7 separate regions of the Mus musculus genome follow, and all the other regions are linked to region 7. The links are chromatin contacts, called in public promoter capture Hi-C maps. All regions are on one chromosome and are shown on one strand. Each heading gives the region's core, a stretch centred on a gene start, on an enhancer-like site or on the middle of the called end of the contact. The rest is flanking DNA. Distances are from core to core; before and after follow the strand shown. Region 1 holds the start of Scai (suppressor of cancer cell invasion). Region 2 holds the start of Dab2ip (disabled 2 interacting protein). Region 3 holds the start of Ppp6c (protein phosphatase 6, catalytic subunit). Region 4 holds the start of Golga1 (golgi autoantigen, golgin subfamily a, 1). Region 5 holds the start of Ggta1 (glycoprotein galactosyltransferase alpha 1, 3). Region 6 overlaps Dab2ip (disabled 2 interacting protein). Region 7 holds the start of Pdcl (phosducin-like).

Region 1 (2,899 bases), core at 90-2,589, 1.8 Mb after region 7:
TGTCTGCGGCCTATGTAAGTCCTTAGTTACTACTTTTGTATTAAGCATCTCAGTTTATTAGACTTTATAAAGAAAGAGAGAGAAAGCCAGGAGTGGGACTCTGTTCAACTGTGTATGTATTAGAAGCATTACAGTATAAAGAACATAAACTTTGCATTCAGACAACCTGGATTCAAATCCTGGTTCTATCATTTATTACATGTGTGATCTTTGTTTGCTAAGTATTGGCTACTCTATGGTTCAGTTCCCTCTTTTGCAAAACTGTCACAGAAAATAACACAGAATTTGTATACGACACTTGGCACACAGTAGCTGTTCAATGACAATCTCCGTTAGAGATGCCAAAGTTGAAATTAAGACTAAAGTCGAAAGTGGGGCTTTCTTAATGTTTCCCCATTTCCCGTATCATATACCTGCAAGGGGTTGGAGGTGGTGGTAATTTGAAGTTCTCAAAGGGAATACCTTTCCATGCTGTCGAATTTACTAAAAAAAGGACCTAAATAAGAAACTTTATCTACTCACCACGTAATTATGCAGCACAGGGGCAGCCAAGCAAACAGGAAAAACACGAAGCTAGAGAGGAAGGCATTTGCCTTACCTGCTTTTCCGTTTTCGGGGTGGTTTCTCCACTGTGCCAGACAGTCTACAGACCAAACAAATGAGACCCGTAACTAAGACAACACACCGTTTGCCTTGCCTTGCCTGTGGGGCACTTCATGTACCACCCTCGGGGGGCCACAGGCTGACCACAGGTTGGCTCTGCCTACCCGTGACCTTACAGACACCCCACAGGCAGGGCTTCCTTCCCTCCCACGACCAAGCGCCTGGGACTCACTAGTCCCCGAATGCTCTCGGTTCCCTGCCCCAAACGTTCGGCTCCCCCAACCACCCGCCAGGTCGGCCTCATTGTCTGCCCAGAGCCGCAGGCCCCCCTAGCTCCCCTCAGACACGGCCCCGCCCCTCAGACCCGGTTCCCCGCATTCCTTGGCTCCCCGGTGGGGCGCGCGCCCTCCGCTCTCGCCCAGCGCGCCCTCGCTCGCTGCCCCGAGAGCTGCTCTCCCTTGGCGCCCCCGAGATGCTGAGTGCCTGTACCCCCGCCCCTTCAGGGCTCGGCGCCTAGACACCACCGCCGCCACCCCCAGGCCCGCTCTCTGGGCCCCTCGCCCCTAGCCTCCGCCTCGCCACGTAGCCCACCCCACCTGGGGGCCAGGCGACTCCGCGGCTGCTGGGACTGCCGGGCTCCTCTGACCATCCGGCTCCTGCTCCGCCGCGGGAGATGCTCCGGCGGCCGCAGGGCTCGCTCGGGAAGCTGAAGCGGCGGAGGCTGGAGTAGGCGGAGAGACAGGAGGAGGGCCTTGCGCCCCGGCCAGGCTTGCCGCGGGGCTCGGGCCCGTCCCCTCCTCGCCTCTCCTCGGTTTCTATTGGCCACAACGGCAGGGTATCTAGAAATCCGACCGCTGATTGGGTGCTTAGGCCGTCATGTCCCGCGTGGCCCACCCCGAGGTTTGGTTGAGACTGCAGGTGGCGGCAGAGGTGCCTTAAAGACTGCTAGCAGAGCGAGAGGAGCCCTGAGCGCCTCCGTGTGCCAGAACGGGGACTTACATCTCCGGCGCCAGACACCTGCCTGCAGGTTCTCTTTGGCTGGCATCCTGCATCCCTGACACCTCCCAGACACCTGCTATTTCCTCCGCCTCCGCACTGCTCCAGAACCAAAATCAAGCGCAGCACTTTCTCCAGATATATTCAGAAGTTCGAGGGCAAAGCAGCTCTCTCTCTCATAGTCTTCTGAATCACCTCGAATGCGGCTTAATGTCACCCTTCAAAAGGGACTCGGTCTCAAATTGTAGGGATCAAGCAGTTTGGCTGCAGGAAAGATCCTAAGCTTGGATGCAAGCTTGTAAGAAAGCAGAATTTCTTTAATTACCTCGAAAAAAAAAACAACAACAACAAACAGCATTGCAAAAAGAACCAATTACAATAACCACAAGGAATGTATTCCATTTTGAAAAGCCTAAAAAGAACTGCTTCTTGTATAAGCTAGCCATTCTGTGCCATTCCAGATGATTAAAAAATCTAACCAGCTAATCATTTTTGGTATAAAATTTCACTGCATTTTTTGACAGACCTAAGCATGCAAAACATTACATGCATAAGCATGTAAATACAATTAATACTAGTAATCTTTTCTATTCTGCTCTAACAAAAAGCTATCTTTGAAAATATAGCAGATGTATATGTAATGCACCCGAAGAATTTAATTCTTAAGATCTATGCAAATCTGTCTGGCAGATTCTAAGTTCATTCCTTCCATTTGGGAGAAGGCATAAAACTTTCTCTTGGGCCATTTTCATTTTATTAGAACACATTTTGTTAAAACACACACCAACAATGTAGTGGCAGATATATGGCTCAGCAGAGTAAAAGGTGCTTGCTGTTCAAGCCTGATGTTGTGGCTTGTCCTCAAACCCAGAGGAACGCTTTCGATGACTCTCTGACCTCCACATGCACATGACACACACACCTGCACACACACAGCACACAATAGCAAATAAAATGCATGAGACGTATCTCACAAATCTCCACAAGTGGATAGTATCCCAAATATTGAGATAACTACTTTTTCACAAATGTATTTGGTGCAAGGGGTTCTCCTTTATTCCTACATGATTTATCTTGCACCCATCTTCGATGTGGAATGGCCTTTCTTTTATGAAACAATGGGATGCTGCCAAGTTATAGCGGGATTTATTTTTGCATTGCTGAGGAGCTACTCTTACTGAATTTATGAAAGGGGGAAGGAGGAGTAAAAAAAGAGGGAGAGAGAGGAGACGAAGGGGAAGAGTATGAGTCGGGTGAATGCAATGGCATTTAGGCGGCTAGAGGACAGCTCTCGGGACTT
Region 2 (3,319 bases), core at 211-2,710, 1.7 Mb before region 7:
CCTTCTGCAGCTAGGTTTGGAGACCTGCCCTCCCCCCTTACCCTCCAAAGTCCCAGGATGGCGCCTGGCCTCCAGCTGTGATCCAGCACCCCCATCCTCTCCACTGACCTGGAGGCCCTCCCTCCTAGACTGAGGAGCCAGGAAGGGGGCTTCCCCTGTGAGGAGAAAAACCTGGCCTGGATTGTTACCTAGGCTACCCTACCCCACTCGAGATTGCCGTAAGTTCCTCCAGTGTCTAGCCTGTCCCATTTCCCATAAGAGTTCATGCAACAACCGTTGGCCAAGACCATATGCCCTTGTACTTTTTGTGTGATCGAGGCAAGTCTCTCTCTCTCTCTCTCTCTCTCTCTCTCTCTCTCTCTCTCACACACACACACACACACACACTTGAGCACACATCTTTTAGGGCCTCAGTTTCCCCATCTGACTTGAACTGGTAGGTGGTGTGGTCTGAATGTTGCTTTGGGGAGAGGGGAGAGAAATGGAGGTTACCTAGGACCAGGAGGGTAGACCTAAGAGGAGGGGAAAAGGAGGCAGGCAGATTGCTGGCCATTTTAAGAGAAGGACAGAGATGAGAGCCAGCAGCAAGTAGGGTTGAGGGGGGGATGGGTGGTTGGCGTGAGGCTGCCAGTGATTTGATTTTTGCAAGATTTCTGTTGCTTCAAATACCAAAGAGAGATGGTTGGGTTTGTAGCTATTATGATCGGGGGAGCCATGGAAGTTTCTGGAACTGCAGAATGACTTGGAGAAAGTCTTTCAGCTTGTGGTAGTAGAGGCAGGTGGTCATTCCTTTCCCAAGCCTCAGTTTCTACTCCCACTGTAGGGTAGAGATCTTACTACCTTCAGAAACTCACTAATGCTACTAAAAATGTCAGAGGGGAGGGAAAATTCAGGCACCTCTGGTGGTTTATGTGGGGGATGGGGCAAAGTGGCTTAGCAAAGCCCTCTGGTTGCACAGGTGTGCCTTGTATTCTATGTGCGCTTGAAATGCACACAATAATTTTAATGGTATGAAAGTCATATTTTTATCAGATGGAGACTGCCTTCTGTAAAGAGTAGCTAAGTATCTTAGGCAACAGAGACAGGCAGAACTCCGACCTGACTGAGGGGTAGGTGCAAAGCTTTGTGGGGCGCTCTGGTCTGGCCATGTTTCAGTCCAGTCACCCCCTTCCTCAGACTCTAATTTCAGGTGCCTAGCCTTGGTGTGTATGCATATATACATGCACCACTGCACCTGTGGCGGGATAGGGTGCTCCAGGCACCCCAAGTTGGATATGGAGTTTAGACATGGCTGTTGGGTATATGCTGTTATTGGGGTTCTTCGGACGGGACAGGGGCACTCTCGGGCCGCGTCGCCCGGACGACTCCAGGCCAGGATTTTGCCCGCACTGACTTTCCGGGCGGGTGCCAGCCCAGCCTCCCGGTCCCGGGCCCCCGCCGAGGGGCCGGCTGCTCAGGGCGGGGCGGGGGAGGCGGCGGAGGAGGAGGAGTTGGAGCTACTTTGTAGGGCAGCCTTGGTCTTGCCTGCTGCTGCACCAGAGCGCGGGAGAGAGTGCGGGGCGCCCGCCGGGCGGTCCGGAGCGGCCGATGGGGCCCGTGTGAGCGCCCAGGCCTGGCCCGGTGCCCGGCGGGCGGCAGCATGTCCGCCGGCGGCAACGCCAGGAAGAGCACCGGGAGGCCATCCTACTACTACCGGCTGCTGCGGCGGCCCCGGCTGCAGCGACAGAGGAGCCGCTCCCGCAGCCGGACCCGGCCAGCCAGGGGTAGGCGCCACCCTGACCCCAGACCCTTAGTCCCTCGCAACCCCGCACCACCAACGGATGCTTTTGAGGCTCCTGTGTCAATGGGTGATGGCTCCTTATCTGGAGCTACCGTGACTGTCCCATCCCCATTGCCCCAGCTTCTGTAGGGTCCTTCCTCTTGGGGGAAAGCGGGGTCCCTAATGTTTCCCATTATATCAGGACCAAAGAGAAAGGGGTCGGTCTGATATGCAGTTCCTCCGTACTTCTGAGTTCCGAATCCCATTCCACTGTGCATCAGTTTACTCAGCGCGCAGGCCGTAGTAAAGTAGTCGAAGTGGATCCTGACTTGCCTCCACTGTCTGCTACTCAAGCTTAGCGTGCTTCCAGTCCTGTCTTGCTTCCTCATCTTTTGGATGGAGAGCTGAGTGGGCTTCCTGTGGGGAGAGCCAGGTTTGTAGGGGCCTGGAGCCACTCTGAGTGGTCCTTGGAAGGGTACTTCTTTCAAAATGGGGAGGGAGAAATGCAAGCCTTTCTTCGAGCCAGTAATAAGATCTTCAGCTAGAGAGGCCCTAACGTTTCATGCTGACTTGTGCTGGGCTGGTAAGTAAGTAGGGTCAGGGGCTCCACACAGAGACTCTGCCAGGCCTGGGTTGTGTAAGGCCATAATGCTTCGGTGGCTTAGGCCCACTGAAGGTGTCTGTGATGCAGAAGCTGCCTTAGTTTACATCCTAAGGTTATCTGGGGCATGGGAAGCCTGGCCCCGGCCCAGCCTCACCACAGGCAGAATGTGCCAAGCCTGCCTGGAGAGGTGTGAGAGTGGCCCCTTGTTTATTTTTTAGGTTTGGGTCAGTGAAGCAGGCAGGCTTTAGTTTACTTCCCCCCAGAATGGAGAAGACGTTCCGGCCCCAGCGGTAGAGCCAAGTAACAATGTACAGGGTTTATTTAGGAAGTACTGAGTTCCCTGTGCACAGAGTTCAAGTTTAAGCTGTCTGACTCTGCCCACAGGTTTGTAAACTTAGTTTGAGGATTCCCCAAAGCATGTGATATCCCGGCCTTTGCTGAAGTGGCCTCTGGCTAGTTCCTGTGCCTAGTCTAGGCAACCAGAGACCCAGGTTCAAGCATGAATCGCCTCATTTCCTGAGCCTTTGTTTTTCTCAGCTGTAAGAATCTGCCATTGTGACAGATTCTTGGTGTGAGGATGGGTTTGGGATGAAGGTTCAGGGGTTTGGCCCCCCAGGGCCTTTCCTGCCCTTCCTGTGCTCTGGTGCCTGGCATGATGGTGCCCTCTTCTGTGCCCACTGTAGAGGCTCCAGAGGAGCAGAGCTCTGCCTCCTTGTCAGCTAATGAATGAGGCCAGCAGCGATCGATGTTCAATGGATCAGACTCGTCTGAGCTTGGCTCCCAGCTGCGTCCAGCTCTGTGCTAGCTTGGAAGGAACTCACGGTTTGCTGAAAGTCAGGGGTTAGACCAGCCCTGATGGGAATTCTAGTTGGGGAAATTAAGGAAGGTTTCAGAGAGGAGCTGACGTTGATTGAGAATGTGTCTGCTAAGCTGCTGGGATTTGCTTTGCTGGGAGT
Region 3 (3,349 bases), core at 439-2,938, 1.9 Mb after region 7:
ACATACTGGGTTGGAGGCCACCATGAACTTTTTTTAAAGATTTGTTTTTATTTTATGTGTATGGCTGCTTTGCTTGCACACATGTCTGTGGAACACATGTGTACCTGGTGCCTATGAAGACCAGAAGAGGGCATCAGATTCCTTGGAACTGGAGTGACAGGATGTTACAAACTATCATGCCCTTGCTGGGAACAGAATTTCCAGGTCCTCTGGAAGAGCAGCCAAGTGCTCTTAACCATTGAGATATCTCTCCAGCCCCAGCAAGAACTATATTAAGATCTTATCTCAGGAAGAAAGCAAAAACAAGACAAAACAAAATTACCAAGCAGGAAGACAAGGCAAATGCCTGATTCAGGTGGCTGAATATGAACACCAATCATGTAACACAGGCAGTCAGTATGTAAGTTACAAGCTATGTACTTTCACACAACCAACACTTGAGGTCTTAAACATTTTGCATACTTGTTGGCTGATTTAAATATAAACTTCATGTACTAGATGAGACAAGAAAACAGACACAGAGCAAAATCTTCACAAGAGAAATAAAATTCGTTAGGAAAAAGGCAATTTTTTTCTTGAAAAAATTGTTTTAAGCCTGTGGCTTAAAAATATTACAAAAACAGCATGAAAAAAAAATTCAAATGATCGAGAGTGACTGACTACATAGCAAATCAAAGTTAACGGAATAAAACAGACATTAGCAACCATCGGATAAACACCAACGTGGTCCTAAGCACTAGTTTTTGCAGAAACAAAATACGGTTGATAACAGTGGTACACCAACGGCTTACTTCTTTACTGCATTAACTTAGCCTGAACTGAGTAAGACCTCCTTTGGAAAACCAAGAAAACGACACCTTGAGTTACAGGGGAACAGCTCAGAGGTCATAAAAACATTTGAACTTATTGATAAGCAACTGCTTATTCACTTAAATAGCTCAACAACGGGCTAAGAAATGAGATCCACATCCAAATCATCAGAAGAAAACTACCACTCCTAAGAAGCAATTTAGGGGAGTGGTGAAGCTGAGGCGACTTGTCATTCTCTCCCATTATGGTCGCATCGATCCCGCCCACCGGCTTCCACCTCTCAGGGACTTAAACACACCGCGGCCGCGTCCCTGGAGCAGACAGCGGCTCCTGTTACCTCTGCTGGGAGGACCCCATCCCGGGAGCACTACCCGCTCGGCCCGGCTCCGTCTCCGGGAGGCCGAGCGAGTTAGAGTGAGAGTCTTTAAGCTCGGAGTCCCGTGAGGGTCAGGGGATCGTGACATCCCCCGGGATCTCCCCTCAAAGAACTGGACAGCATTCGGGGGATCCGGGCTCCCCTGGTTCTCCGCGTCACGCCGCCTCGGACCCGGTCCTCTCGCACCGCGGAGCGCCCTCCGCCGCGCCAGGATCGGGCGCCCGGTAGGGATCCCGCCGAGGGAGAAGGGCGGGCCGGCGGGAGCCCCGCAGCCGGAAGGGGCTTGCCTCGCAAGCTGGACGGCCTCCGGCCCGGCTCACCTTCAGGTCGTTCTCGGGAAGGTACTTGCACTGCCGCGCTATCTCCACATACTTGTCCAGATCCAGCGGCGCCATTTTAGGAAGAACAAGCCGCGGCGACAGCAGCGGCAGCGGCTGTAGTAGCGGAGGCAGCGGCGGAGGCCGAATCCGGAACCCTCCTTACGTCACGTCCGATCCGTGAGTGGCGTCTGCGAAGCGACGTAAAAGCCTGACCCGTTCCGCTCTCTCTCTCAGGCGGAATTCCGGGCCACGGATCTATCTCCAAGAGAACCCGGAGGTCCTTTTGATAAAACCTACTGGGACCCGTAGCTCTCTGCCGCGGGGCGTGCTGGGATTTGTAGTTTTAGTAAAATGCTCTTCCTTTCCTATCCTTGGCAACAGACTTCACCTCAAATGAGGCTTTTTCTAAGGAAGACCATGAAGTGGTTAACTAAGAATTCCCTGGCTCTCACTCCTACCCTGTAAAGTATCTTCAGTTAAAGTTAAGAGTTACTGTTACCGCCTTTCCAGGACTACTGAAGACCTGGCCTAGACAACATTTGAAACAAACTTAACACCACCGGTTCTCTGGCTGGGGGGTGGGGTGGGTGGTGGGTGGGGGAAGAAACAAACAATAAAGCATTTCTTATGCCACATTCTGTACAAATACTGGCACTTTTTTTTTCTCCTGTTCAATTCTTGTAAGACTGTAAGAATGCAAAGTTTGCATGTGTTATTTGCCCCAAAATCTCAAAGGAAACAGAAAAGATGGATCCTAGACTGAAAAACAGGCTACTGACTTAATCCGGTGAGTTCCAGGAGGGGGCCGGAAAGGTTTTTTTTTTTTTTTTGTCGTATCCCAGTGCCAAGAACAGTTCTTGACACCTACTATAGCTTTAACATTGGTCCATTTGACAACTCTATATTGAATAGCAACAAAGTACAGATACACTTATAGGCAGTTAGAATAACCAATGGCTGCAATAGACAAAAATCTCTATCCTTGGGGCTGGAAAGAGTGCTCATTAGTTAAGAGCACTAGCTGTTCTTCCAGAGGATCCAAGTTCTATTACTAGCATCTACGTGGCTGCTTTCAAGTCCAGTTACGGGAGATCAGACACCTTCTTCTGGGCACTGTGTGCATGTGGTACAGAAATATATTTGCAGTCAAAATAAATAAAATAATAAAAAATAATGTATTAAAAAATCTGTCCTCAACTTGCAATTTAATTCTGTTAGAGATAACCGACAAATATAATAAATTACTCAGAGCATGTTAGAAAGTGATAATTTAAGGAAAACATTCCAGCATAGTAAGGAGGATGGGTTGACACAGGATTCAGAATTAACCTGACCATAGTGTACCACATATTTGACCACAGCAGTGATGAGGCAGCTGGATAACTGTGAGTTCTAGGATAGCCTAGTCTATGTAGCATGTTGCAGGTCAACCAGAAGACCTTGTCTCAAAAAAAAAAAAAAAAACACAACAACAACAAAAACACAGCAAAGTTGGGAAGGTGGGAAGTTGTATGGAAGATATCTGATGCATTTCTAAGCTTATTTGGAGCTTTTGTGGAAGAGCCATACCATAGTGGCTGGAGCTCAGAGGAAGAAATGAATACATAGATTTATTTTCCTTTTGATGCAGTGGACAACTGTTGTAGGATTTTAAACATGCAACATGATCAAACTTATTTGGATTTTTAAATTTTGTTTTCTTTGCTTGGTTTTGTTTGAGACATCTCTTTAGCCCCTTAAAAACAGAATTCAAACATTCCTACAAGAATTTAGAAATGTAATTTATAGTCTAAAAGGGTTGGTTCCAACAATGTAAACTATCTGATATTCCACTTTTTCTTGT
Region 4 (3,133 bases), core at 496-2,995, 1.7 Mb after region 7:
AGCAATGGCACATGTAAAAATTTCCAGGTCAACAACATGTAATTATGACTTAATGTTTCAAATCTTTCTTCTAATAATATATTTAATAAGAATTTAGTGTTTTTTTTTCCTTAAGTCAAAAGATACAAAATATGCAACTCAATCTCTGGTTTTTAATCAGGTGCTTCCTCCTAGGAGGGAAAAGTTACAACATAGAAAAAAGTGACCAAGAACCCAGACTAACTATAGTTATCAGATGCTCTTTAACTTTTCTCACCCATGTGGAAATGTCTAATTTTCTTTGTGCTTGATAATATTACATCTAGCCACAATTTCTTCCCATATGATAGTTAACATGAGATTCAAAATTTCTTTCCTTCAATGGTATATAAAACATTACTGGGCCAGGTATGGTGGTGCAGAGGCAAAAGGATCTCTGTGAGTTCAAGGCAAGTCTAGTCTACACAGCCCCAGGTCAGCCAGGGAAGGCTGCATAGTGAGATCTTGTCTCAAAAACAAAACAGGCCGGGTGGTGGTGGCTCACGACTTTAATCCCAGCCCTTGGGAGGCAGAGGCAGGCGGATTTCTGAGTTCGAGGCCAGCCTGGTTTACAGAGAGAGTTCGAAGACAGCAGCCAGGGCTACACAGAGAAACCCTGTCTCGAAAAACCAAAACAACAACAACAACAACAACAACAACAACAAAAAACCAAACAAAAACCAAAACAAAACAAAATAAAGCAAACTCCTACTGTTCTGTTTCAACCTTATCTTTTCACGTCTGTGCAGGATACACTCTGTTGTAAGATGACAGATGACGCCTTACCACTTCAGGTTAGCCATTAAGCCTATGAAATCCTTCAAAACTTTACCCCCAATATCTGTAAACCACTGTACTCACCTGTCTTATCTACTATATTTAAAAGAGTATGGAGGTCAAAGTCACTGCCCTGTGTAAAAACAAAGATAAAATAGGTTGGATATTTCAAGTGCCGGATGAAAACGTTCAGCGGGAGAGGGACAAAAGAAGGGGGGGGGGGCAGGGCTGAATAAGTGGGCAAATACACCTGGCCACTATTGTACTACTGTCAGTGAGACGCTCCTCAGTCCCAGTGGGCAGCCTAAGAATTTCCACCTTTAAGCAGAAAGAATTTCTTCTAGCACTGGTGCCAACACTCATGTCTCCCTAGGAGTTCTGAGCAAAACATCTCGAATTAGTTGCCGGCTTCCCAGTGACAATATTTAGTTTTCAGCCGATTCTCACAGCTGGTCAGGCTTGTGGTCTGGTCCCTGAGCCCTTACTCGCACTAAGTTGCTAGAACGACAGCAAAGTTCTGACAGATGGTTACGGTTCAGAGGTGCAGGTCACCGCGTTTTGGATCCCACTCCCTCTGGCTCGCTCTGGAGGCGCAGCCCTACTAGGGCTGTCAACCAAGGGAGGGGCTCAACCTCTGTTTGACAGTAGGGAGACTGCGCCCCTGAAAAGAGTGGCGGCTTGGCTTAGGTCGCGCAGGGCAGCTCCAGACCCCCAGGCCAAGGGGGCAGCCTTCGCCCCGAGTCCCCTGGCACCGTCCCCAGCCCTGGGTTGGGGTCCATTGTGTCCCCACCTCGCGGTAGAGCGCCGGAGGCCATGGGAGAGAGGGAGGCCTACTTGCGTCCAGGGACTCCAGTAGTGCACTTGCTGTGTGGGAGCAGCCACGCCTCCGCGGACTCTCGAGGGCGCTTGGCCCCCACCTCAGGCCGACGAGCCGAGCACCGACCCGGAACCGCACGTTTGCCGCGCGCCGGAAGTGGCAGCGCGTCGGCTTGGTTCTCAGCGCGCGCATGCGCCCGTGTGCGATTCAGCGGCGCGCAAGCGGGGGTGCTTGTGCCGTTGGGCTGAAACGGCTACCGGGCGCGGGCACCTCTACCTGTGTTGGCCGGCCACTGACACGTCAGCGAGAGGCACCGCAATCTGGCCGCCCTGGATCGGCACCTTCCCTTCTGAAGAGGGAGGAGCCCCGTGGCGTGCGGTACCCCAGGGCCAGCTTTGGGGCTACAGGAAAGTCTATGCTCAAAAAAACGACACCGGGCACCTCTCAATCCGAGTTGCTGTCGATCATGTTTCATACAACTGAAAGAAGTTTCTAGAACCTTTTATCCTAGTTCTGCCCAAGTAAGATTTTCGTATTTCTCAAGTTTCAAGCTACGCATTGTACATTATAGCAACTTCAGTCCTGCCCTAGAAGCAACCCCAGCCTGTTTTGTTGATTCCATCTATTCCAGTTTCCTCTTGTCCCAGTTGTAGCAACCAGTTAGGGAGAAAACAAATACTTTATAAACAGTAATCTCAATCTACAAAATAGTTATACGCGTTAATCTGTAACTCAAGACAGCTAAAGCGCCTAAGATTTACCCCAAACAAGGAAACAACTGTCAATACTAAAGAAATACACAAAACTTTAAGCAAATAATGTTTATTTTTATATTGATGATACACTTAATATATACGTGATTCAAGATACAAAATTCATTTACAAGAGTTCACACTAGATGAATGTATACACATTCCTAGAGAATATTTATCAATGCAAAATTCTTTATTACACTGACCACAAAAAACAAAAAAAACCCCACAGATATTCTGTAATCTTGTTATTTAACAAACATCAAAACAACGTTTTATTTTCCATCCTAGTATTTATGTGCCCTCAAAGTGACAGGCACTGTGTAACAGTTAAGAATATTGGAACGCCTATGGAATCTGCTCTGTAGAATCACAGTGTTTACTCTGAAATTCATGTAGTGAAGAAGTGAAAGGCTCTAATTGTTTATGACAAATCACATACACAAGAGTTAAGTGATCAACTCAAGAAAATAAATGTTCAAGAACTTGACAATTCCTAAGGTCTATAAAATGTTTACTGTAACAGACAAAACCAGAAAATGACTGTTGGAAAAGAACAAAAGCAAATTAAAATCCTTAAGAGAATGTATGGTTTAAGCAATTTAGAAACACCACAGACAAGACTTTTACAAATGTTCAAGTCAAATGATACAATAGAATTTTCCCCTTAGTCACTGTGGTAAAGTCTCTTCAAAATTGACCAGTAACACATAAAATTTGTGAATCTAAACAATCTACTGCATATCAGAGCTGACTGACAGGTTTATTT
Region 5 (3,219 bases), core at 393-2,892, 1.9 Mb before region 7:
AAAGTTTTGTCACACAAGACTTCAGCCACTTCTCAGAAAATGACCAGCCTAGACCAAACACAAGGACTGTCCCTCTAAAAACCTTCCAACTCATTAAAACCAAGAATGCTTACGGTTTATGTATTTTAGTGTACGTAAATTAGAGTGTAATTAAAAATTAGTAAATAACTTGTAAAGACCCCTGATTATTTATCAGAAAGCATATTCACTTCAAAAAATAATATTTATACCTGAACTGCACCTGTTGAAATGCTCAGCCCCACCCACTACCTCTTCCCTTCCACTCTCCCCAGCCCTTCCCCCCAGAGTCATGCCATCTGTTCCTTAGTCGTTTTCTTGCCATGGTGGGAGATGCTGAATAGAAAGTGAGCAACCAGGTTGTGGTGGCATACGCCTTTAATCCCAGCACTTGGGAGGCAGAGGCAGGGGAATTTCTGAGTTCGAGGCCAGCCTGGTCTGCAGAATGAGTTCCAGGACAGCCAGGGCTACACAGAGAAACCCTGTCTCAAAACAAAACAAAACAAAACAAAACAAAACAAAACCACACACTCCAAACAAACAAACAGGAAGCACACAAGCCTTAGAGGCTGGCTGGAGTGCATTCCAACCTCAGATTCAATCCAAACCCTGAGCACCCATAAACCAGTGACTTGGCTTCTCCCAACTTTGATTTCCTTCTCTATAAATCCAGCCAACAGTGCCAAGCTTATCCTGTTAGGCTGGGGAACCTAAGAGACCCATGTACACTAAAAGTTTCACCAAGACCCAGAAGTGCACAGGGAATAAAACCCATGGTCAGCCCCTGGCTCAGAAGTGTCAGAAACCGGGCAAATGGCTGCTCAGAGTCAGTATGGCCAGTGCAAGGCGGCCTTTCCTGCTCTGTGACTGAGAAAGCTTCCGGTAAAGTTTAGCCACAGGGGGCCATTGACAGTAATCAATTGATCTCCCGCCTTCTGATCTCAGGCATTCCACTGAAAACTGACCCTAATCACAGGGAATGGGGACAGGAGGCCTCCCCAAAACATCCTCTTGGGGCGTTCCTAACACAGAAAGTAGAAATAAAAGAATCGGTTCTATGTAGTAAGATCACAGGAGCAGGAGCCAGGGTCTCCAGGTACCCCTCCTAGGCCATTTGGGGCCTGCGCCAATACTCAAAGTCCCTGGAACCAGGTAATCCCAAGTGAAGTGTTCAGCCCTGCATTTAGTCACCAGACACCTGTTACTTGCAAAAGATAGCTTGGACCCGCACGCGGCTCCCATCAGGAAGAAGCAACTACTCCCAAAAATAACTGTAAGGAAGCACTATCAAAAGGCAGAGACTCCCGTAGTCCTGATGCCCCAATCCCTGGACAACCCGAGCCATGGCGAGCCCCCTCGCCTTTGCCTACCCAGAGCCTGAGAGCGCGAGGTCTTCAGCAGAATCGGTACTTCTCATTCCAAGAAGAGTCTACAAGGGAAGGTGTCAGCCAGCTAAGAAAAGGCAGGGCTAGGGCTCCACCCAGAATCTCCAGCCTCCTAAGACACACCTATCTACCTCCGGGCGAATGAAAGAGGCAGTCAGATCTGTTCTGGGGCCGATAGTGGCCCAGACAAGCAAAACTACAAAAATAAGAGTCCCTGGGGTCCTTCCTGAGGGAGGAGCTAGTGGCGTTGACATCCCCGCCCTCCTAGCCTCTTCCTGGCCCCCGCAGCAAGGAGGACAGCACTCTCTCCAGTCTCTGTTCTCTCTCCTCCGCGCCCCCCCCCCACAACATTATTTCCCGCTTTGCTGTTTCTTGGATGATTTTCAAGAGTTTGTGCAATCGCATATGTATGAAAATGCCATAATGAAACACAGTACTTTGCATGCAAAATAAATATAAAATAATAAAACGTTTGTGTGTGTGTTTTGTTGAGAGGTTCCCCTGCCATCTTCAAACACTTGATGGTGTCTCCTTGCAGTGGGAACGAGGTGGTTTGAAAAGTTGTGACGAGATTACCTCCCATCACCCAACACAGCAAAGTTAGTGCCTGAGACTTTGCCCAGGCTTGATTTTGGCTTGGTCCTTCCTTCACTGTTAGGAGTCTGTCTGTCTCTCAAATTCGAGTGTCTCTCACTTTGCCCCTACCTGCACCCCTTTTCCATCTTGTCCATAAGAAGAGCCAACCCGCCCTGTCCTAACTACAGTAGGAAAAGACACCTCCTGCTTTCTACACTCACTGGTTAGTACCGGTGGTCCCAGGATCTGATCTGCCCTACTCGCCCTGCCCTGCCCTGCCCTGCCCTGTGCTGCCCTGTGCTGCCCTGAATATCAGCTATTCGGATAGCGAGGGAAGGTGGCGGGAGACCCCAGTAAGCAAACAGATGCAGCGACACTGTTCAGGGTGGGACAGAGCCTAGAGTTCAGAAGTGGATACAGAGGAAATGATCGAGTGACCAGGACAAAAGCAAGGACCGAGGTAGGGCTGGGCCGGAATAGCGGCGCTCCCGCTCGCCCACACCTCCTCCCCACTGAAGCCCTCGCGTGGCTTCAGTGTCAGACGCCCGGCGGGACCCACCTGATCCGCAAAAGCAGGCCGGGTGTGTGTTGTCTGCTGCGCTGGAGACGGGACCACGCGGGCGGGCGGGCGGGCGGGCGGCGCCCTGCGCTGTAGGAGACCCGGCCGCTGCTCTGTCCGGGTGTGTCGGGTGGGGTGCGCGCCTCTGGCCCCTGCAGAGCTCGGCGGCCTAGGGCGCAGGCAAGTGGCGTGCGCCGACCCGAGGAGTGGGAGCCTAGAGAGTCCACTCCCACCCCCACCCCCAACACAACGTCCGGCGTGATGCACGTGTGATGCATCGGGTGTCCCTCACTTTACCCCAACCTGCACCTCTTTCCCATCTGTGGGAGGAGTGATGTTTCATCTCCACTCAGGCAGAAAAAAGCCTGAAACCAGCAAAAAAAAAAAAAAAAGAAAAGAAAAAGAAAAAGAAAAGAAATCGCTCACGGCCGCCTGTGTCTTCTGACCTGCCCATGGTGATAGGGGCTGCAGAGGAGGAACTACGGGTGTGTGTGTGGGGGGGGGGGGGTGTTACTGGGTGATGGGGTGGGGAACCGACACCCTATGCAATGAGGAAAGGTCTCATGGACACTGGCTTGGCTTACAGCCAGACACCTGGGAGCCTGGAAGGTCTTTCCACACTGGGTGTTTCTCTGGGAAGAAAGGAGAAAGGCCACGGGCTACAGGCTAAGGACTGCCCAT
Region 6 (3,051 bases), core at 530-3,029, 1.7 Mb before region 7:
TTATAGGCTGTAGAGATTAGCCCCACCGAGAGGAGCTGGGGGTGGGGGGCAAGTGAGGAAGGGATGTGCTCAGTGGGCTAGAGCACCTGGCCTGCCGCTTCATACTGCTCTCTGTGGCACAGTGTGACAAGCTGTGGCACAGTGTGACAAGTCAGCTCTCAGGAGTCAAGTGTGAGGCAGTGATAGCATTTGAGGTTTGAAAGAAATAAGTCTCTCAGCTGACAAAGCAGGGACAGTTCACTGAGACAGACAGACAGAGGGAATCCCGTGGGTGAGCAGAGGGCTTCAGAGGTCTAGAGCCCTTCTGTGTTCTTGAACAAGCTGCGGGAGGTGCAGAGGAAACTCAGTACTGGGAGAATGGGAGCAGTTCTAAAGGCAGGAGCAGGGATAAGGAGAGGTGAAGAGACTGAGGGAGGAAGAGGATGGACCCATGGCGGGCCTCTTTGTGCCAGGTGCTTTGTTTTCGGAATCAGAAGTCTAAGAGGCAAGCTTGCTTCAGTGCTGGGTAAAGGGTGTAGAGGGCTTGCTGTACTTATCTAAGGTCCTGAGGCTAGTACAAAAGAACTGCCAGCCTCACAGCTCTTAAGTCCTCTGGTGGACACAGCCTATTGAGGACTGGCTGGCATCTCCTCTCGGCTGGGTTGGGTAGGCTGTTCTCTTAACCATGGGTAAGAACTACTGAGTGTCCAAGAGAGCACGACACATAGAGTCCTGCAGCATCTCTAGGTCCCTGGCACTGATGACACAGATGTGCAAGTGAAGCCTTCATGTGGGCCTGGCCACTGCTGAACTAGGCCAGAGGTAGAGGTTGTTAGACCCAAATCCTTGCCCATGACCATTGTCTCTGTAGCTCCTGAAGGGCAGACCTCTCATAGACAGCCCAAGTGCCAAATACACACATTCATTGAGCACCTATTGCATACCCATTGAGCACCTACTGCACGCCGTGTACCGTGCCAGGTGCTGGGATAATAACTCTGGCAGGGCACTTCATGCTTCCCACGGCTCCTCTGGATCTCATTAGGAGGTTGAATCTCTCCAATTGGATATTTATTTTCTTGTTTTCCAAGTAAGGAGACTGAAATAGAGAGGAGAGTGGCTTTGAGGTGACACCCGCAGCCACCAGCAAGGAACCAAGCCCATCCTGAGCCTTGACCTCTCCCTGGGTTGAGGGTATACTCTGGGGACTCGCAGCTGTTTCTTCCCAAAACTACATGCTGAGATGGAGTTTCAGGAAGCCAGGCCCACAGAGAATCCGTATCCAGGAGAGCAGGACTCCTGGGGCCACAGGAAGCACCTGCCTGGTCCTTGTCTCCACCCAGCAGGAATTGGTTGTTGGGGACAATTGTCTGTGTTTGGGGCAAGTCTGAGGTAGAAGAACAAAGAGAACCGCCTCTGCCAATGCAGCTCTGACCTTGAAAACCCCGTGGAGCTTCATTTAGTGGAAAGAAAGAGGGAAGAATTGGTTACCAGCTTCAAAGCAGGGCAGGCGTCCTGCAAGCAGCATCGGTGGAAACCTTGCCTTTGTGAGTTCTTGCTGTTGAATTCTCTTTTTCAGCTTGACAGAAGTCCTGGGGATCTTTGTTTGGCTTGGCCAGAGTTGCAGAGATGCCAGGATCACTGCTAACCTTGCCTGGACACTCCAAAGGCCTAGCCTTTAAACAAAGGTCATACAGTGAATGATCTCAGAGACCTACACACAGGCTGAACGTTACCAACTCATATGTCCTGCTGTCAGAGTACCCACCTGTGGGAGGGGCCTAGGATCGAAGTGAATCAGTTTGTACTGGCTGGGGGCAGGGCTTTGCAAGGAAGCAGTGTTGCAATCAGGATATCCTGGGCGGGTAAAGCTGGGGCTGACCTTATTTATCTGCCGTTTTAGTCTTTATCCACACACATTGGCAGGTCTTTGCTGTGTGTCAGAACCCACTGTGACCCTAGGAGAGGGTTGGTATGTTGTGGGCCCTGCTTTGCCCATGTGACATAGGAACCCTAGCTGAGGCGCTTCACAGCTGTGGTGACAATTTCAACAGTTTGTAGGGTTGTGTCCTTCTGGGGTCAGAGATGGCTGCTGGGCTTTGGTGGCAGAACTTTGGGCATGGAAGAGAAAGTTCTAAACTTGGTTTTTGTGACATTTGAAAATTTCGCATCTTTAAATGTTGGCAATTGATTCAAAATTTAAAAATGTCATATACTGTGTGGTTAAACAAAACATGAATGTTGACCAAATACAGCCTGCCCTCCAGTAAGAATCCTTTATGGTATGGTTGGCTGGAGTCCAGGAGGCTAGACGGCACCAGGCCAGGCCTTCTCGTAGAGGGGCAGGGCAGAAACAACGGAACCCGCTACCGTTTATTTAGTAGACTGTGCTTGCCCGGCTGTGAGCTGGCTTGGTCCCAGTGGTGTGCAGTGCCACCCTGAGAGCTTCTAGCCATGTTCACTGCCCCCTGGGTACTTCCCCAGCCTTACTACATAAATGCCCCTTTGGCCAGACAAGGGCCCAGAGAAGAAAAGTGGCTTAAGAGACTCCCTGGTGATACCTGTATCTTGCTCTTAGGCAGTGGTGCAGCTACACAGCTGTGGGATGATACTGTCCACACATGTGACCTTGCTGCTGTTAGCACCTGCCAACAGGGCAGGGCAGGCCCTTCCTGTGCTGCTAAGGAGAGCCTTCTCAGGGACCTTGTGCCCCGTGCTCTCCACCTTCCATTGTAGGTTCCTGCTTCTCAGAGCCTAGATCACCTCTGGCCTGGCTAAGGCCTGTCCGGGCCTGTAGGCATAACTTTCCCTTTTGTCTTTCTCCATTGGTTGTCACACTTTCTGTAATCTGTGTTTGATTTACAGAAGATCACCTGGTGCCTGGTCCTTCAGACTGTCCTCCAGGCTTAAGAAACTAATTATTCCTATAGTGTATGCGAAGCCTTAGGGCTAGAGTCAGAGGCAGCTGACCCTCAAGGCATCAGACTACAGACTATAAGTCATCAACAAATTCCCTTACTATATAGAGACTACCCATAAGTTCTGTGACTGCAGAGAACCCTGACTAATACA
Region 7 (2,997 bases), core at 38-2,537:
TTTAATCCCAGCATTTGGGAAACAGAGGCAGGCAGATTTCTGAGTTCGAGGCCAGCCTGGTCTACAGAGTGAGTTCCAGGACAGCCAGGGATACACAGAGAAACCCTGTCTCAAAAAAAAAAAAAAAAAAAAAAAAAAAAATTAATTAATTAATTAAAATAAATTAAAAAAAGACTCCGGCAGGAATGACTAGTCAAAAACAAAAACAAACAAACAAAAACGTCCTTCCTCTAAGCATACCAAATATCAACACTGCGCTGCCTTCAGAAGAGACTTAACATATGGTATTTACTCTATTACAATTTACCTCTCTCCCACACAGCAGATTCCAGTCAGGACAGAGCACTGTGCACGCTGAACAGCAACCAAGAGGAAAGTGCCAGCACCAGGGGAAGGAAGAAAACTTTTACAATTTCCTTGTCTGGGATGTGCCAGAGGGCCACAACTCGGTCCGATGAGTGAAAAACGGGGCCAGAAGAGGAGGAGTGTACTGAGGAGACTGGGCTGCTGAGAGGTGAGAACACTGGCAGACAGAAGTGGCATGCACCCGCAGTGCAGAAAGTAAACCTCAAGTGGGGATAGTAAACTTGAAGAGGTGGAGGATCATGAAGAGGGTGGAGCTAAGGAGAGGCACAGAAAAGGAGGAGCAGTGATATGGGCAGGGCCAGTGAAAGGCTTCCAAGAGAGGCAGTTAAGAGTGTTAAGAGAAAGTAGGACAGTGAAGAAGACAGGGCTGCACAAGTGGAACACAGAAGGGCGGGGCTAAGCTTCCAGGAAGGCGGAGCTTATGGGACAAAAGGGCAGGGACAGGATGTTAAGTAAAGCAGAGCTGTAAGGACGGAGTGGAGAAGGCGGAGCCATAAGGAAGGTGGGGCTGAGGAGGCGGAGTAGCGAGGAGGACAGGGCAGGGGAGGGCACAGTGAAGAGGGCGGTACTGAGGAGGGACGCTCCGAGTCTCCAAAGGAATTTGAGAAGTACAGAGGAATTGGGATCCAGGAGCCGGGAAGCAAAGTAGTTCGCCCAAGGCGCGTAAACTCCTGCCCCACCCATGTCTAGGCCCGCCGCTTCCTCCTTGCCGACGCCTGCGCAGTTAGTTACCTCGCCTCGCTCAGTCTGCTCCTTCTAGACTAGCAGCTCCTGTCACCAACAAAGGACGCTCGCCTAGAGAAAGAGAAGTGGCCGAAAGCCTTGAGCGACAGAGAAAAAGCTGCCGTGGACTCTGCGGACCAATCACACGGCCTTCCGGCGTCGCGGCGGACGCACGCTACCCAATCACAAGAAGCTTATCTCGGCGTCTGAGGAGGAGCTACGGGTCTTAGCTTAGGACAAAACTCGTAGATGTGTATTTCTAGTTAAATATGAAATTTTTATTAACTTACGTTCCAAGTTTCGAGACAAATTACAAAGGAATATTAAGGCGAAAAATAACTCGAAAACATTAACTTCTTCAAGAATAAGTAACTCAAAGAACAGAAGTTGTATGACAACCTGAATTGGATTGCTGGACTGGAAACGAGCATGGACAACTGAAGAAATTTGAATAACTCTTATCAACTAATGTTAGTCAAATAGTTGACTCTGTAGTTTACAGAGTTTACAACAGTTATGTATAATGATTACCTTTGAAAATTCTAGATTAAAAAAAAAGTCAAGGAAACTACCCTATGTTTGAAAACTTTTGTTAAACCTCAAATGATTTCAAACTGCTTAGTTGGCGTGTCTTGTACACAACTGTGAGATTGCAAATTAAACCGTGTGCTAATTAAAACATATCAAATTTGCTCGATTTGTATAAAATGCAGCGTTTAAGATAGGGCTCTTAATTTGAAAAGGGGGTTTCTTGATTCCTGTTTCTAGGACCACCTAGATGTTACTGCAAATTTGTCTATGTTCACATTTTAGAATTTCATCTTCTTGCCCCAACTGGGTGGTGGGGGTGATGGAGTGGGAGAGCTGGATGAGCCATCAGACCTGACTAAGCTTCCAACGTCCACCCATTTGGCCCAGGATTGGGCTAGTATTTGGGCTAGACTCAGAAATGCAAGGTACCTCCCCATGCCATCCCACCCCCACTGCTACCCCTGCCATGCAAGTTCTGTGCAGGGATAACATACTGTGGCCCCCAGGTTGAAGGGTGCCCAGTGCCCCCAAGTTAACCTGGAGACCTAACCTGAGGGCTAGGCAAGAGCTGGAGTGGAGAAAAACTCAAATGGGACCTGGGGCTTTTCCTGGACCGTCTCTTTGGAAAGATGTCAACTGAAAGGAAATAAAACTGTAATTCATGTAATGTATGTTAAATAGCCCAAAGAGTTGTTTCTGAGCTTTGAAACCTGGGGCTGAGAACATAGCAGAACAGACCAGGACATGCCCGGGCAAGCCCATCGCCTCCCTAGCTCCCACCCCTCTGACCTAAGTTAAATGTTACAGGCTGCTGATGTTTAAATGGACCAATCATGTGAAACCGCGCCAATTCCTCCCCCAGCCCCACTCCTTTTCTATAAAAACCCCTAGCTTCCAAGCCTCGTGGTCGAATCCACTGTCTCCTGTTATGTGAGATACGTTTCGACCCGGAGCTCCGCCATTAAAAACCTCTTGTTGTTACATCAAGGTGTTGTGTTCTATTCGTGATTCTTGGGTGCACGCCGAATCGGGAGCTGAGTGGGGGTTTCCCCACTGAGTTCTTTCATCAACCAAGAAGACCATCTGCTGCTCTGAGGACCTTGAGCTTAGTTTCAAGAACATGTGTAAGCTGCAGTCTCTGTTGTAGAAGTGTGTGGAGGAGGTGGAGGACGAGAGGGGCTGGAGAGATGGCTCAGCATTTTAGTACTATAATGCTCTTCCAGAGGACCTGGGTTCCGTGCCCTGGTGCAGGCCCACAGGAGAAAGCAAATGAGTAGCCAATGAATGGGTTAGCCTGACCCCAGCACTTAGCAAGCCTACTTTTCACTGCTGCTTTTGTCTTACTACCCAGATCATACTCTTAATAATTAACTTGTC

Evidence for each region. Promoter capture Hi-C pulls out the DNA fragments that hold promoters and counts their contacts. Capture Hi-C pulls out chosen DNA fragments and counts their contacts.
Region 1: a contact with region 7 is called in a promoter capture Hi-C map of pre-B cells, with 8 times the contacts expected there. The contact joins the promoter of Scai here to the promoter of Pdcl in region 7. A contact is called at or near these places in 8 of 39 promoter capture datasets (the C10 cell line, cranial neural crest, hippocampal neurons and 4 more), 1 of 484 Hi-C or Micro-C datasets (muscle stem cells), 1 of 115 datasets of contacts at active chromatin or transcription factors (astrocytes) and 1 of 9 other capture datasets (macrophages).
Region 2: a promoter capture Hi-C map of hippocampal neurons shows a contact between it and region 7, with 3 times the contacts expected there. The contact joins the promoter of Dab2ip here to the promoter of Pdcl in region 7. A contact is called at or near these places in 2 of 39 promoter capture datasets (cranial neural crest and hippocampal neurons) and 1 of 115 datasets of contacts at active chromatin or transcription factors (astrocytes).
Region 3: a contact with region 7 is called in a promoter capture Hi-C map of liver, with 9 times the contacts expected there. The contact joins the promoter of Ppp6c here to the promoter of Pdcl in region 7. A contact is called at or near these places in 7 of 39 promoter capture datasets (the 3T3-L1 cell line, the C10 cell line, cranial neural crest and 3 more), 5 of 484 Hi-C or Micro-C datasets (CD4 T cells, LSK cells, muscle stem cells and 2 more), 7 of 115 datasets of contacts at active chromatin or transcription factors (astrocytes, double positive thymocytes, embryonic stem cells and 4 more) and 2 of 9 other capture datasets (adipose tissue and liver).
Region 4: a contact with region 7 is called in a promoter capture Hi-C map of adipose tissue, with 10 times the contacts expected there. The contact joins the promoter of Golga1 here to the promoter of Pdcl in region 7. A contact is called at or near these places in 3 of 39 promoter capture datasets (hippocampal neurons, liver and pre-B cells), 2 of 484 Hi-C or Micro-C datasets (B cells and CD4 T cells), 1 of 115 datasets of contacts at active chromatin or transcription factors (astrocytes) and 2 of 9 other capture datasets (adipose tissue and liver).
Region 5: a contact with region 7 is called in a promoter capture Hi-C map of cranial neural crest. The contact joins the promoter of Ggta1 here to the promoter of Pdcl in region 7. A contact is called at or near these places in 2 of 39 promoter capture datasets (the 3T3-L1 cell line and cranial neural crest).
Region 6: a promoter capture Hi-C map of embryonic stem cells shows a contact between it and region 7, with 2.8 times the contacts expected there. The contact joins the enhancer-like site here to the promoter of Pdcl in region 7. A contact is called at or near these places in 6 of 39 promoter capture datasets (the 3T3-L1 cell line, 3T3-L1-derived adipocytes, embryonic stem cells and 2 more).

The regions. Positions count from the first base shown.
Region 1 is chr2:39,189,391-39,192,289 of GRCm38.p6, forward strand. It overlaps Scai (suppressor of cancer cell invasion), which reads right to left and starts at 1,340. Exons shown (of 18, transcript NM_178778.3): 1 at 1,200-1,340; 2 at 599-643. The coding sequence starts at 1,252.
Region 2 is chr2:35,620,521-35,623,839 of GRCm38.p6, forward strand. It overlaps Dab2ip (disabled 2 interacting protein), which reads left to right and starts at 1,461. Exons shown (of 16, transcript NM_001114124.2): 1 at 1,461-1,763. The coding sequence starts at 1,640.
Region 3 is chr2:39,224,661-39,228,009 of GRCm38.p6, forward strand. Ppp6c (protein phosphatase 6, catalytic subunit) reads right to left here and starts at 1,689. Exons shown (of 7, transcript NM_024209.3): 1 at 1,507-1,689. The coding sequence starts at 1,581.
Region 4 is chr2:39,063,796-39,066,928 of GRCm38.p6, forward strand. It overlaps Golga1 (golgi autoantigen, golgin subfamily a, 1), which reads right to left and starts at 1,746. Exons shown (of 23, transcript NM_029793.2): 1 at 1,586-1,746; 2 at 880-928. It overlaps Scai (suppressor of cancer cell invasion), which reads right to left. Exons shown (of 18, transcript NM_178778.3): 18 at 2,419-3,133.
Region 5 is chr2:35,459,807-35,463,025 of GRCm38.p6, forward strand. It overlaps Ggta1 (glycoprotein galactosyltransferase alpha 1, 3), which reads right to left and starts at 1,643. Exons shown (of 8, transcript NM_001145821.2): 1 at 1,389-1,643.
Region 6 is chr2:35,678,677-35,681,727 of GRCm38.p6, forward strand. The region is part of intron 3 of Dab2ip (disabled 2 interacting protein); the gene reads left to right. Among named protein-coding and RNA genes, the nearest start is that of Dab2ip, 58 kb to the left of the region's middle. Within about 2 kb of position 1,780, at least 195 of the 459 cell types and tissues checked have an H3K27ac peak or open chromatin away from gene starts, as enhancers often do. A contact at or near this core is called in embryonic stem cells and liver, where this site is marked.
Region 7 is chr2:37,358,045-37,361,041 of GRCm38.p6, forward strand. Pdcl (phosducin-like) reads right to left here and starts at 1,288. Exons shown (of 4, transcript NM_026176.3): 1 at 1,099-1,288.